Regions from separate parts of the Mus musculus genome. Here region 2 is linked to region 1. A link is a contact called in public ChIA-PET data. All regions are on one chromosome and are shown on one strand. The core of a region is the stretch at or near the end of the contact, and the rest is flanking DNA. Distances in the headings are between cores, read along the strand shown. Region 1 overlaps Igf1r (insulin-like growth factor I receptor). Region 2 holds the start of Fam169b (family with sequence similarity 169, member B).

Region 1 (2,700 bases), core at 122-2,621:
TTCATCAACAAAAGCCACACTGGCTCCTTGTTCTTCTAACTTTAAAACTGTTGAGCTATGCACACCACTAAGCATCACGCAATTTGTTAGCAACAATGAAAGAACGACCTAAACCTCTGGCCATGCCTACAGGAGTCCTGGATTTGACTGACACCCAGTATAGGGGTGGGTATGGGAGGACCTCTGCCTGGCCTCTTTGGGACGCTCCATACCTGGCCACTCTCATGGCTACTCTTACTGAGTGTTGGTTCAGGTGGAATGCTCCACATAGATAACCCAATGAAGGGACGGAGGTTTGGTGTTGGAGAATGTAGGTCTGAGACCCAAGACTCAAACAGACAGTAAGTTAGTGAGGATAGAGGTCACTGCATCCAGTTTTTAAAGCACCTTTTGATTTGTTTCCTGTCTTCAGGTCTTTAAATTCAAAGAAACAGACATGACACAGAGGGGAACATGGGTAAAAGCCAAAACAGCAGCGCCTCCTGTCAGCTGACTGCAATAGCAGCCCAGCAGCCTGCCAACCAACAGGAGCTGCTCCGCGTGGGGCAGATGGGAGCATGCACAGCCTAAGGCATCAAATGTAGCCTTTCCAAAGGGCACACTCACCTGGGCACAAAGATGGAATTGTGAAGGAAATTCTCAAAGACTTTACGGTACTCAGCCTCCTCCTTCTCAGCCTGCTTCTCAGCTTCAGTTTTAGGGCAAGCGCAGCATGGCCCTTTATCACCACCACACACTTCTGTCTTGGGATTTTCCGTCACCTCCTCCACGTCGATGGTACCATCGGCGTACTTTCTGATGGGTATTTTGTCTGCTTGGGGAAGACCAGAGATGGGAATGAAAGCCATGCAGGAAGTGCCTGTTAGCATTGCTGGTGGAGGGGAGGGGTGCTGGTGTGCACTGCTGAGAAGCAAGCCCTGCAACGTGACAGGTGTGACCCTGGGGCTCAGGTTCTCTCAGACAACAGACAAGGCCAGTGGCACTGCCTGCCTGCTGCCTGCCAGCCCCCAGCTCACCTTTGGAGCAGTAGTTGTGCCGGTACAGGTAACCATCCTGGGGCTGCCGCTGCCACCTCACAATGTAGTAACTCAAGTTACCATTGGGCAGAGTTGGAGGATTCCACTTCACAATCAGCTGAGAGGAAGAGTTTGATGCTGAGAGGACATCTAGGGGAATGGAAGGGACTGGAAAGAAGAACAAAGAACATTTCAGAGAATAGACCGGAATCCGAGGTTGAGGTTATCAGGGGCTCGATGCAAACCAACAGGAAGCTGCAGGCTTGACCTGGGCACAGAGATAGCAACGGACCAACCAGAGCATGAGGTGAACCAGAGCTTTGGAAAGATTACCAACTGGGAGGCCAGCCCTCTCTCAGAGCACTTGCTCTTAGATAATCTATGTGCAAACACACATGGCTCACTGACCTGGGACTGAAGGGGCTACGAGGGCATAGCTGGGGTTAAAGGGGACTCTAAAAAAAAACCTAGAGTTGATTCAGTTATGACAACTGTCATTCTCCGGTGTGTATTAGGAAATGGCAAATTGGACGGCTTAGTACTTCACCTGTGATTGCAAGTTTTAATCTCTGATAAAAACTTGATAAACATGACAGGGAGCCAAAATGAAGAGTGGGAGTGGGGGATGGACAGTGTGTGGGGTGGTTATGTGCCTGGGTGAAAGGACTGTGAAACAAGGAGCAGGGACTCACAGATCTTGTAAGCAAGTCATGATTCAGGAAAGCCAGTACGCCTGAGCCCTGATTCTATGCAAAGTCCTGTTACAAGCAAATGAGTTTAACAAAACGACGGAGGCTTACATACTACTGATGCCCAGGCTCAAAAGTAGAACTAACTTACGTAAAAAGGAAAACATCCCAGGACCACTGCTGTGTCCTCACCATAGCAAAAGAGATACCACAGCCGAAGCGCACCCCATCCCCAACACACACACATGCACATGGCAAAGAATGAGGCCCACTGGTTTTGGCAGTTTCCAAAGTGCAAGAGACAGAACCGTGGTTATGACACTTAAGAATAAGGTCCAACCAAGCTGTTTTTGAATCTGAAAGGTGAAAACAAGCTTGTACCGGTCAGTCTTATGACAACTTGGCACAACCTATCTGACAGAAAAAAACCTCAACTGAGAGGATGGCTCAGTATGATCAGGCTGTAAGGCAGGCCTGCAGGGCATCTTCTTAACTAATGGTTGGTGGAGGAAATGCCCAGCTCATTGTGGTGAGGAGGCCTCTGGGCTGGTGGTCCTGGGGTCTCTAAGAAAGCAGGCTGAGCAAGCCACTGGGAGCAAGCCAGTGCTTCTCCAAAGTTCCTGTCTCTGCTGGAGTTTCTACCCTGGCTTCCTTAACGGCAGACTGTGATCCTGATGTGGAAGTCAAATCCTTTCCTTGCCAGGTCATATACCACCACACCAACAGGAAGCGAATGGACAGAGGGCTGTTAGGATGTATGCGGTGCTCAAGGCTCTGAGAACCACTGAGGGACAACACGTTGGAAGACCAAGACTGATGCAGAGAAGACAAGCACTTGATGCCTGGTCCCGTGAGCGTTTTCAATAAGTATTTCCAAAACAGTTTCTTACTAGGTATTTCAATGACAAGTTTCCCAGATGAAGCAGAGGCACATGATGGACTAAGTACGTCACTATCGGTCCCAAGCACTTTTGAGGTCAGGGACCAAATGCAGT
Region 2 (2,700 bases), core at 76-2,575, 87 kb before region 1:
TGGGAGACTGCTGTGTGTCATCTGAGCCACCGGTGGCCATCAAAACCACAGCAAAGGTCGGAGCGCATACAGGGAAAAGCCATAAACTGTCTCAGGCCAACGATTCTTTTCCAGAAGATGAAATTACTATTCTTTTTTTCCCATCACATGGGCCTGGGAGGGGAAGCTCTCTGAAGCAAAGATGGGGAAGGACCTGCTCACTCTAGGGGAGGGGAAAGAGACCCACTAGTAGAGATGGGAGTGTAATGAGAGACTGCTGTGCTTAATAAACCCTAGGGGGCTTCTCCTGTTTTGTAGATGAGGAAGATCAAAAAAGCAAGACTTTTATTCCAGTCTTCCAGCGTGTAAACTGGAAACAGCACTCTTAACTTTCTAGAAAAAAAAAAAAGTGCACAAGACTAAAACAAAAGAGAAATAGCTCCCTTTCCAAAATTAAAGACGAGCCTTTTCTTAATCTCTAGATCAACTAAATCCTTACTAATCCATATAATTAGCTAGTGGCTACAATCTCTCCTTATCTCACGCACCTGAAAACAGGAGAAAAACAACTCAATTGCAACGTTTAAAGTAGGTCATAAGAGCGAGTGGCTACCTGCCAGCCTCAAATGCGCCCCTGCCATGATTGACTTTACTGTAGGTGGGCTGTGTGCAGTGTGACTATCCGTGCGACACAGCCAGCCACCTGTGACCAGGATGTCTAGCCAAAGGCCTGAAATGGCATCCCCTAAGACCTCAGAGGTGGCCGGCTCAAGAAAGTATCTTCAAATCCTGAAACTGGGCGGGAAGAGGCATGTGAGTTGTGTCCCTGGAGCCAGCAAAGAGGCTGGCCCAGAGCGTGGATTCCCGGGACACTTCTCTCGGTCCAGGCGCTTCCTGGGTCCTCCTTGCTGGAAAGTAGGAATGGGTTGCTGTTCGGACTTCTCTCTCACCTCGGAGCTCATTCCCCAGCCTGGCCAGCAAGCCCAGGTCCAAGGTCCCCAAGGCCGGTGTTGAGGGTTGTGGGGGAGGGGTGAGAAACAGAACCGGAGACCCGGGTGAGGACCCAGCCCAGAGCCATCTAAGACTATCAACTCTGGAGGTTCCTCCTCCAGCTCCCGCTAGCCTGGGACTTATATGAATCCGAGGAAGAGAGAGAGAAAGAGAGGAGAGGCCCTTAGCCTCGCACTGCACCCCAAGCTGTTGTGGCGACGGGTGTGCGGCACTCTGCCCGCTACCATTCGCGTCCTTCGCCCTCGATTGGCTACGTGGGGACCGCAGCACCCCTTACCTGTGACTCCGCGGACTGCCTCAGCCTCCATGCTCCGGTACGGAGTTTGCCACCTAGTAAGCCTCTACCTCCCCACCCCCTCCCCCCACCAGAGCCACCAACCTTTCTACCAAGAGTTCCCCAGGGGCTGCCCCGCCCTGCCACCTCCCCGGAGGCTTTCTCTTTCTCACTCCTTTGCCTCCTGCTGCGGGCGTTTATCTCTGCCCCCACTCCCCCAACACACACTACTGGACCACCTTTTGTTTTGTTTTGTTTTTTTTTTTTTAACCAAACCTTGACTCCGCAAAGTCTAATCTACAAAAAGAATGACTTTTGAGCCAATAGTGAGTTTGTTGCTGTTCTTGAACTACCATAAACACAGGCAAGCAGCCTCCTCCCCCGTGCCCCAAGCTTGTACTGACAGATTTTTCCACCACGCTCCCTTCTATGTGCAAAAACCATTTGCATTAACCCTTTTCAAAAACTTGGCTTGAGCCGGGCGTGGTGGCGCACGCCTTTAATCCCAGCACTTGGGAGGCAGAGGCAGGCGGATTTCTGAGTTCGAGGCCAGCCTGGTCTACAAAGTGAGTTCCAGGACAGCCAGGGCTACACAGAGAGACCCTGTCTCGAAAAAAAACCAAAAAAAAAAAAAAAAAAAAAAAAAGAACAAAAACTTGGCTTGGCTGAAAAATAGCAAATATGTAATAAACGCACATCTAACACAGGGCATCCAGGAATCTTTTCTGCCGGTTTCAGAGTCCCAACAGTCTCCTGGAAACTGTAATGTGCCTACGATTTACTAAAAAGCCAAGCAGGAGCTCATTTGACAAAGCAATATTCAAGGTCGACAATTCTTCTCCAGTATACACAGCTGTTTCAAAACGTTGCTTTGGGAGGATGCAGCGGTGAGTGATTTCAAATTTCACCTTTCACCCGACTCTGATGGAAACACACCGGATGTCCCAACTACTGGGGAGACCGAGGGAGGAAGAAGGCTTGAGCCCATTAGCTGGAGAACAATCTGGGATCCTGACAACTGGCCTTGGGGCAATGGTAACTGGGGACACAACACAATTCTGCGCTGTGTGTAGCAGGGAATTCTTTTCCACTCTGGTGAAGCCAGAATTTTTGACTTCAGTGCCAAAAAGAATGTCAGAGTAAGTCGTTGTGTCGAAGAGTCACAGTTTATTAGATTTTAAACATAGATTTAAGGTTAGTGGTAGAAAGATAGGTGTTAGGGGAAGGGGTGGAAATGAGACACATCCAGGTGTGCGTGGTCTTCTCAAGACAGCTTCCTAAAGTGTCTTTACAATATAGCCGTATTTGTAAGTGTCTTTCAGTAACTGATAGGTTATTTCTATCAATTAGTTAAATGAGCCAATTTAAACTGGATTAGGTTATGTTAAAGGCAGGTTTATTTGGAAGCTGCTGTATGAAGGGCAAGTTCACTGGCC

The links. ChIA-PET counts read pairs in DNA pulled down with a chosen protein or histone mark.
Region 2: an RNA polymerase II ChIA-PET map of memory CD8 T cells shows a contact between it and region 1, with 3 times the contacts expected there. The contact joins the promoter of Fam169b here to the enhancer-like site in region 1. A contact is called at or near these places in 1 of 15 datasets of contacts at CTCF or cohesin (the NIH/3T3 cell line), 2 of 484 Hi-C or Micro-C datasets (CD4 T cells and nephron progenitors), 8 of 115 datasets of contacts at active chromatin or transcription factors (the SCID.adh cell line, Th17 cells, bone marrow-derived macrophages and 5 more) and 3 of 9 other capture datasets (adipose tissue, liver and pancreatic islet).

What each region holds. Positions count from the first base shown.
Region 1 is chr7:68,188,057-68,190,756 of GRCm38.p6, reverse strand. Igf1r (insulin-like growth factor I receptor) reads right to left here. Exons shown (of 21, transcript NM_010513.2): 9 at 1,017-1,184; 10 at 607-811. Among named protein-coding and RNA genes, the nearest start is that of Gm51487, 32 kb to the right of the region's middle. Within about 2 kb of position 1,371, at least 33 of the 459 cell types and tissues checked have an H3K27ac peak or open chromatin away from gene starts, as enhancers often do. A contact at or near this core is called in the SCID.adh cell line, memory CD8 T cells, regulatory T cell precursor and 1 more, where this site is marked.
Region 2 is chr7:68,274,609-68,277,308 of GRCm38.p6, reverse strand. Fam169b (family with sequence similarity 169, member B) reads right to left here and starts at 1,325. Exons shown (of 9, transcript NM_001374636.1): 1 at 1,268-1,325. The coding sequence starts at 1,298. It overlaps Gm16157 (predicted gene 16157), which reads left to right and starts at 715. Exons shown (of 4, transcript NR_040340.1): 1 at 715-792; 2 at 1,972-2,151.